Regions from separate parts of the Anas platyrhynchos genome. Here region 2 is linked to region 1. The links are chromatin contacts, called in public Hi-C maps. All regions are on one chromosome and are shown on one strand. The core of a region is the stretch at or near the end of the contact, and the rest is flanking DNA. Distances in the headings are between cores, read along the strand shown.

Region 1 (3,628 bases), core at 897-3,396:
AGAAACACAGTGACTCAAGAGCGCTACTCAGATCCCACAGTAGTGTCTCCCACTGTGTATTGTAATTACAGGTCTAACACTTCAAAGTCAATTCGCTTGAGTGCATGCAGTTATATCAGCTGAAGGAACAAACACAGAGCCTGCATTCACCTCTCACGTGGTTTGGGACAGTCTGTCTAGAAACCGTGTAGGTCACTGCAAGGCTGTTGTGTGTTGCTGTGGATTTTAAGAGGTCACACCAGAGCATCAAGGCGTGATGAGAACTTCAGGATTCATGTGAATGGTGCATTTTTCATTAACAATTACAGCTGGACCTCAAATTAATCTCTATCAAAAGCAACATTTGAGACTATTTCTAAAATCACACTAAGAAAAGAGAAAAATAGGGAAGAACACTGAGCTGTCAGGCCCTGTCTCTCTCTTTTTGGAAAACTGCACCCTCGGTTTTCATCTTGAAGCTTTTGCATTTCTTTGGCATACATGCTCTTGGTAGTGTTTCAGTTCAATGCACGTGAGCTTTGGAAAGAGGGATGCACGTGTGCTTGTGAGAGAGGAAGCTGGAGCTCAGAACGGATGTTGGACTCGGCATTAATGCTGATCTGAAGATGTCTGTCCTTCAAGTTCAAGCATTTGTTGGCTCTGGGCTCAGTTCCTCCTGCAGCAAAGGCACAGCTGAGGAGCTCTGGTAGATGAACTCCATCCAACCCGCCGTGCTGGTGTGAGAAGTTGCTGTCACGGCCTTTCCGCCCTGCGTTGCTGTGTCCTCGCATCAGTTTTGGCAGCCACCTCGACACCTGATGGGCTTCTCAGATCACTGAGGCCGGAGCAAGCTCTCTCACCAAGGAAAAGTGTGTGAATTTAGTGAACTGGTCTGGTGCAGCGGTGCTGGAGGGAATCATCAATGTTATAAAGAAGGGCCAGGAGGCAACATCCATTTCAAAGGAGCAGGAAGAGGAGCGGAGCCAACTTTGCTAACTAGACCAGCTCAGCTGCCTTTTAGCATCTCACTGTAAAACCGTGTTACGTGTTTTCAGCCAAAGGGCAGGCACATGTCTGTTCTGCCGTCTCTACCACGGGATGATCTCCAGCAGAGGCAAACCGAACAGGAGAAGCCAGCTAGGGGCTGTGTGATAATCTCGTAAATGCCTCCAGAAAGCTCTGCACATTGTTATTCACCACATGCTTTGGTCTCTGGAGAACTGGAGAACAGAGCATATGTATGGGCCCAGACATTGTGTGAGCCCACAGCTCTGCAAACATTTGATTTATATCCGTGTTACCAGTCTCTCGAGACTAACATCTCCCTGCCCAATAGTCCCTAGACAAAATAATAGGGGAAATAATTTATAATGTAGTTCTGGTTGTTTCCTCCCCCTCAGCACTTGATTTATAACTCTTCTGAAACTACTTGCTTCATGTGACTCTCCTCAACAGCCATCTGCAGTTGCTCCATGTGTGAAACAGTATTTCATGGCTAATTTGGAAGGATGGATGCCAGCAAAAATGTCAGCGCCTGTAGCTATGCTCTTAACAGGTTCACCTCTCTTTAAAAGTCCATTCAGTTGCTTTTAATTTGAACTATCTAATGCAGAGGCATTTGGAAGCATTTCACAAAAGCTGGATTTCAACAGGCATCTTGCTAATCAAATGAGTGCAACAGTGACTGAGCACTTGCTGTCTTTTTACATAGCATCTCCGTATTTTCGACAGCAGCTGAGAGGCAGGATATTCATCTTTGTGAGCTGAATAATGTATTCTCCTTTGTGTTTTCTGACAGTTTGCATTGCATCAGTGGAGGTACAGATGACTCGGTTACATCTGTTTTAATTTCCGAGTCTCATGAATTGATTTGTAAGAAGCAGAAGCTCTTTTAATATTACTTGCCAAGATTTTGCAGCTGTGAATATTGGAACTTGAACAATACATAGCACTTAGAGTCAGAGTCTCATGCTCTCCACTCATTGCAGCTAGGAATCTCAGTGCTGAGCAAAGAATAAGTGGGGTAACAGCAGTGATCTAGTGCTTGCCAATTTATGTAGTGTGGATGCTTAATGAGTTGCAACATAAATGTAGTGCAAACACTGTTGGGATGTTTGGCTGGAACACTGGATGAACAAAGGAACTGGGCAGGCAAGCAGGGAAGGGATGCTGCTCAAGTATTTCCTTGCAATGCAAAGCATCCTCAGGACACGCATATGTCTGTAATGCATGGTGTAATACATGATAGCTTCATCTGAGCTTGCAGTTCTAAATAAGCCACTTTCGGTAGGAAAGCAGCAGTACAAATGTTGCTACCCCAGTGATCTCTGCAGGATAATACCCAGTCAATGTAGGACACATGGAGCTCAGCATTCACATGAGTTTACTAATTCTCATGACAGTTTCTGTATTCTTTTATTCAGTGTAGACATTTTGAGACTGATAGAATTTTACTGTAATCCTGTATTCAGTTTCACAGATGCCAAAAAGACATGTCACAGTGTGAGTTGGTACTGTCTGGGTCACTGAAGCATTGAAGTGAGATCTTTGTTTGCTAGCGATACTTCTTTCCTTACAGCCTGACACGTGGAGTAAAAAAAAGGCCTGGAAACAAGGCCCCTAGGTCTGTCACTGGGTCTGGCTGGAAAAGGTTGTCCTAACTCTTGTGAGTTTCCATGGATGGCATGGAGAAGTAAGGTCCCACTGTCTGTCTAGCCAGAGACTGCAGAAGGTTGGGCTACTAATTCAGTATTTTGCAGTGGCATTAAATGGGAAGGCAAAGTAGAGAGAGGGGTGTAAGCAGTGGGTAAGTGCATGCTCCCCAGTTAGCATGAGTGGCTAAGGTGGCTAGAATGTGGCTGTGAATAAAATGCTAAGGTGGCAAATTGTGTGTGGAGTGAGATCCTGTGTCCTGTGGTTCTCACACCCTCAGAGCCAAGACTGTCAACAAACTTTATGTTTGTTTTTTTTTTTGTTTTTTTTTTTTCCACAGAAACTGTGAGGCTGCAGTATTTGGGATGGGAAAGACCTCCACACACTCAGGAGTTGTGCTCTCCAGGCCTCTGGGCATCTGACAGCTTGACTGGGTGTCCAGAAGCCCTGGACAAATAGCCATTTACTTTTCTTCCTCTTGGCCTAACAGTTCAAGTCAGTAAAAGACAATGTTTCAAGGGAAACCTGGATGTATCTTGGCTCAAAGTGTCCCTGTACAGTCTCTGACCTGCTTCTGCAGCTATGTTTAACCCCTCAGAGAGGGCAACCTGGGAGTCTGAAGATAGCTTTGCAGAGCTGGCTCTAATTGTCCTGGAAGTCCAAGCTTTATTTATGTCAAGCCTTGGGTTAATGTCTTTGGCAAGACAAAGTGGTCATTACCTTAGTGAGTGATTTACAGGCACATTAAGGGCCTTTTACAGTGCCAGAACAGTCTTCAGGGAGCCTTAGACTAAACGAAATCTCTAAACCTCTGTTTTATTTTTCCATAAGAATGGCAGAATGAATATTTTCCTGTGTTGCAGGGTGCAGTGGTTCAAAGTGTATTGAAAGCCTCTGGACAGAGCTCCTGAGTGTAGAAAGTATTAGCTGGGTTATATATGACTCATACTTCTATGTAGGTGTCAGAAGAATCTTGTTTTCTTCATATTGTATTTTC
Region 2 (3,942 bases), core at 947-3,446, 160 kb before region 1:
AGTAAGCTTTCATATCATCTGTGAATGCATAAACAGTTACGAGTAATGCAAAATATCTGTAAGGTTTTTCATGAGCATATATGTACAACTGTTTGAAGGCAGACACTACGTGTATGTCAAACTCTGGAAAGCTGTGGTTTACAAACAAATTATAAACCCTTGTGGTACCTTTAGGAGTGGATTTAAAATACAGGGGCAAGAACTGCCTGTTACTTAGGAGTGATATTATGGGATGGCACCTGCCAGATAGAGCCACGGCTGCAGCTACTTAGGGCTGACACATAGGCTGGTAAATCAAGGAGCTCCAGTGCTCATTGCAGCATGATCCTACGTATTGCGCTATGGCAAGCCAGTATGTTGGGCATGGATAGGGAAGGAAAAGGTTACTTTCATCAGAAATTGTGAGTCTGATATTCTTTTACTGCTTTTGGATAAAGTTGTACAGGATTTCTTGAAGCAATGACCCTTTAGGACCTACATGATAGGTATGGCAGACCTTCCAGACCTAAGTGTTATGAAGGTCATCTGGGTAGGTCCACAAGGATGCTGTGCTGGGCCAAAAGGGCCCATCAGTTTCCAACACGCACTTGCATGAAATGCAAGTACTTCAGTAATGATCTTCACTTCAGGTATCCATTTGCTGTCACCTACTTACAATGGTACCAGGGAAACCAGAGAATCCAGGAGTTCCTGAGTCTCCAGGGTCACCTACTGTCCCGTTACAGCCATCATGACCCGGTTTCCCCCTTGATCCTGGCTGCCCTGGATGACCCTGTTGAGGAAAAAAAAAAGTGTTTATCTATCCATCTGTTTCTAGTTTTCCTTTTCCTGTAGTCACACAGTATTTAGACATTCTCACATTAAGCCCAAGGCTTGGATCCATGGGAAACTATGATTTTCAAAGAAAGAAACAGACAGTGCCTTTTTTTAATATAGCTGCAGCTTGAACCAGATGCCCCAGACAGTATGAAAAAAATGAGTAGTGAAGGACCTTTCAGAAAGGGTAAGAAAGCTATGTTCAATGCAGTCTCTGTTAACCAGAGAACTAAGCCAGATGAGACTGCTGTGCAGGGAGCCACCAAGAACTGAGATTGTTAAGAATTTCAGTGCTTCACACTGGAGGAGTGGGAAGAAAGGTTCATTACTGGCTTTGAAGAGCTTCCAAGCTAGGAAAAAAAGTCAGTGATGCCTTTGGAGCTAGGTTGGGTGCCATGATGAAGCTGTAAGTATAGAGATGGGAAGAGATCAGGTGGGCTCAAACCAAGGGCACTGGGGATACTGAAGTTCCACATTGAGCCTCAGGAAAGCAGGAAAAAGTTACTCCTGCCTTAAAACGAATTTCCATTGCAGTGCCTATGTTCACCTAAATTACACTTATGATTGCTTTGCACTGGGATTAATGAGAAGCTAATCTGCCCTTGAGCAGCTTTCTTTCAGGGGGCTCAGTCAGCAAAAAAAACAACACAGAAACTAACATAAACAGAATACTTTTCTTCTTTCTTCACTACTTAGAGCAAGGGCTTTCTTTTTGCTTCTGCTCACTTTCTTAGAAGAAAAAAGAGATCTGTCCATGCCCTCACCTAGCTCCATCAAATACTCATATTCCTCACTCCAGAACAGACCCAGGTTTGTCACCCTCCTCTCTTGGCCTTTAGCCCCACATCCCAGCACTTTGCTGTTACAGTTCATATATGTGTCTATTTGCCTTCTCTTCTTGCCATGGTCAGCGTTGTGCTTTGGCCTAAGAAAACTGGTTGGAGAACATAATCAAGTGGGAAGGGTGGAGGGCTTGAGGATGCATGCGGGTTCAAATAGTATCTGAAGGCATTCATCCCCCACAATGCAATTGCAGAGGTTGTGAAAACAGGGCTAAAAAAGAAAACTTGCTCAGGTAGCAAAAGCGGTCCAACTATAGTAACATGGAGCTTCAGAGGAGAGTGATTTACTCGCAGGAAGACAGCACTGAGAAACAACTCAATGATGTGGTGGGGCGAATGAGATCCTTGGCTACAGAAGGTTTCTTCTTCCTTTAAGGGTGATAAGGAGAGAGAGGAAGAAGAGTGTGTGGGAGAAAGCTCTGAAACTCGATACAGAGCTCTTTAGGAAACAAAAAGGGTGAAAGCAGAGTGGATGTGGATGTGTGGGTTGCAGAGTGAGGCCCCGGTGTCAGAGAGCACTACAAAGGAAACCCAAGCCTGGGAACTCTGTCCAGGGATTCCAGTGACTCAGATTTCTTTGTTATTTTATGACACAAGATGTAAAGGAGTGTAAGCTGGGAAAATACTGTGCTGTGAACTTTACCCAGTTTTCCTCTTTGAATGTTTCAGTTTCATGGACCTGGACAATTTGTTCAAAGTTTTTGAGATAAATAGTTTTTTTAAGACCATCTCATGCAAGCTTTATGAGATATAAACCAAATAACAATGGTTAGTATTCTTACATTTATTGACCTTTCTATGTACTTTACAATTCTGAAATAATTAAGGCATGACCCACTGGTGTCCTTTGCTCACTAGCCTAGGAGATGTGGAGAACTTATCTCACAGCTCTTTCCTACAAAAGAACACACTTAGCTGGGTAACCTCCAGGGACACAAGAAATTTCCTTCTGTTTTTGTCCCTTTTTACAAGAGGATTTCTCCAAAGGACAAAGCAAACGGACCTTAATTATCAGAGGGAATGAGCGGGAGCACAGATTCTATTCTTTTGCTGTGCATCTGCAGTTCCACTTACTTTAGCAAATGCCCTTAGTTTAACAGCGCGTACGTGGCTGATGCAGAATTCAGCCCAGAGACTTTAATTAAAGTACAAAGGCATTAAACCAGTCTGCAATATTTGCAGTTGGTAGTTTCTTAAACATGAGGTAACCGGATACTTACAGGAACGCCATCTGCCCCTGGGAATCCAGTGACTCCTCTTAGCCCCTAGAGTGAAACAGCACAATTAAAATGATGTTCTGTCTAGTATTTTGCTCATTAGCTAAAACATCTGATATTCAAAAGTTACCATTTCTCCTTTGGGTCCACTTATTCCTGGATGTCCTCTTTCACCTTTGTGACCTTTGGGACCTTGCACTCCTGGGATCCCCATCAATCCTGGTGGTCCAGGGAACCCCTGTGATCCAAGGAGTCCTGGCTGGCCCTGATAAAAGTAATAAAAAAGCATTTATTTAGGAACAGTTATGATGTGTGAAGCTGGGTTAGTTATCACTCCTGCAGTGTAGTCAATCTCTTCAAGAGAAAATAAACCGAATCTCTTTTCATTCCAGAAGAGCAGACTCTGATGAATGTCATCTGGAAACACCATACATAAACTCCAGCAAAGTGACTACATTGTGCATGACAAAATGAATACATGGGAATGAACTCTCAAATCAGTATTCACTACTCGAACATTCACTGCTACTTTATGAAAAAAGTGTTTTGTCTGGAGTAGGTAGAATGACTTCTCGAGAGAAGGAGGCTGATACTGAATGTCATGAATTTCTGCCTGCATTTCTGCCTTTTGGGGATGGTATTTCTATTTAACGGTGGAGCCTGAAAATGATTAGACAACACCATTAGGGTATGGCATCCACATAGGTTGAAATGTTGCATGCAGGTTTCCCTATCATTAACAGTTCCCTTCCAGAGCTGGTTTGGTAGAACAACCCTAATGACACTCTTCAAGCCACTTCAAACATTGTTTAAAAATAATTCTCTGTTGACTGCCAACATCACAAGGCTCATCACAAGGGAAAAAAAAATCATTTTGAAATGACACAATGGTGGTTTAAGTAATGGGGCTGTGACAGTATGTCTGAGATCCATGAACCAAAGTATTTGAAAACCATTCCAAACACAGTGTCACCAAGGCACATATGTTTTGTATGCTCTGTGGTACTCACTGCCTTAATGACAGTAATAGTAAATTGATAGTCTTTTCTGGAGAGAAATGCTTAAAT

The links. A called contact is a pair of places that touch in the nucleus more often than the background predicts.
Region 2: a Hi-C map of skeletal muscle shows a contact between it and region 1, with 2.4 times the contacts expected there. The contact joins two enhancer-like sites. A contact is called at or near these places in 3 of 8 Hi-C or Micro-C datasets (F1 follicle, skeletal muscle and subcutaneous adipose tissue).

The regions. Positions count from the first base shown.
Region 1 is chr1:146,254,984-146,258,611 of IASCAAS_PekinDuck_T2T, reverse strand. All of the region lies in intron 2 of COL4A1 (collagen type IV alpha 1 chain), which reads left to right. Among named protein-coding and RNA genes, the nearest start is that of COL4A1, 69 kb to the left of the region's middle. Within about 2 kb of position 2,146, at least 1 of the 8 cell types and tissues checked has an H3K27ac peak or open chromatin away from gene starts, as enhancers often do.
Region 2 is chr1:146,410,360-146,414,301 of IASCAAS_PekinDuck_T2T, reverse strand. It overlaps COL4A2 (collagen type IV alpha 2 chain), which reads right to left. Exons shown (of 47, transcript XM_027444306.3): 4 at 3,006-3,140; 5 at 2,879-2,923; 6 at 656-772. Among named protein-coding and RNA genes, the nearest start is that of RAB20, 79 kb to the left of the region's middle. Within about 2 kb of position 2,196, at least 2 of the 8 cell types and tissues checked have an H3K27ac peak or open chromatin away from gene starts, as enhancers often do.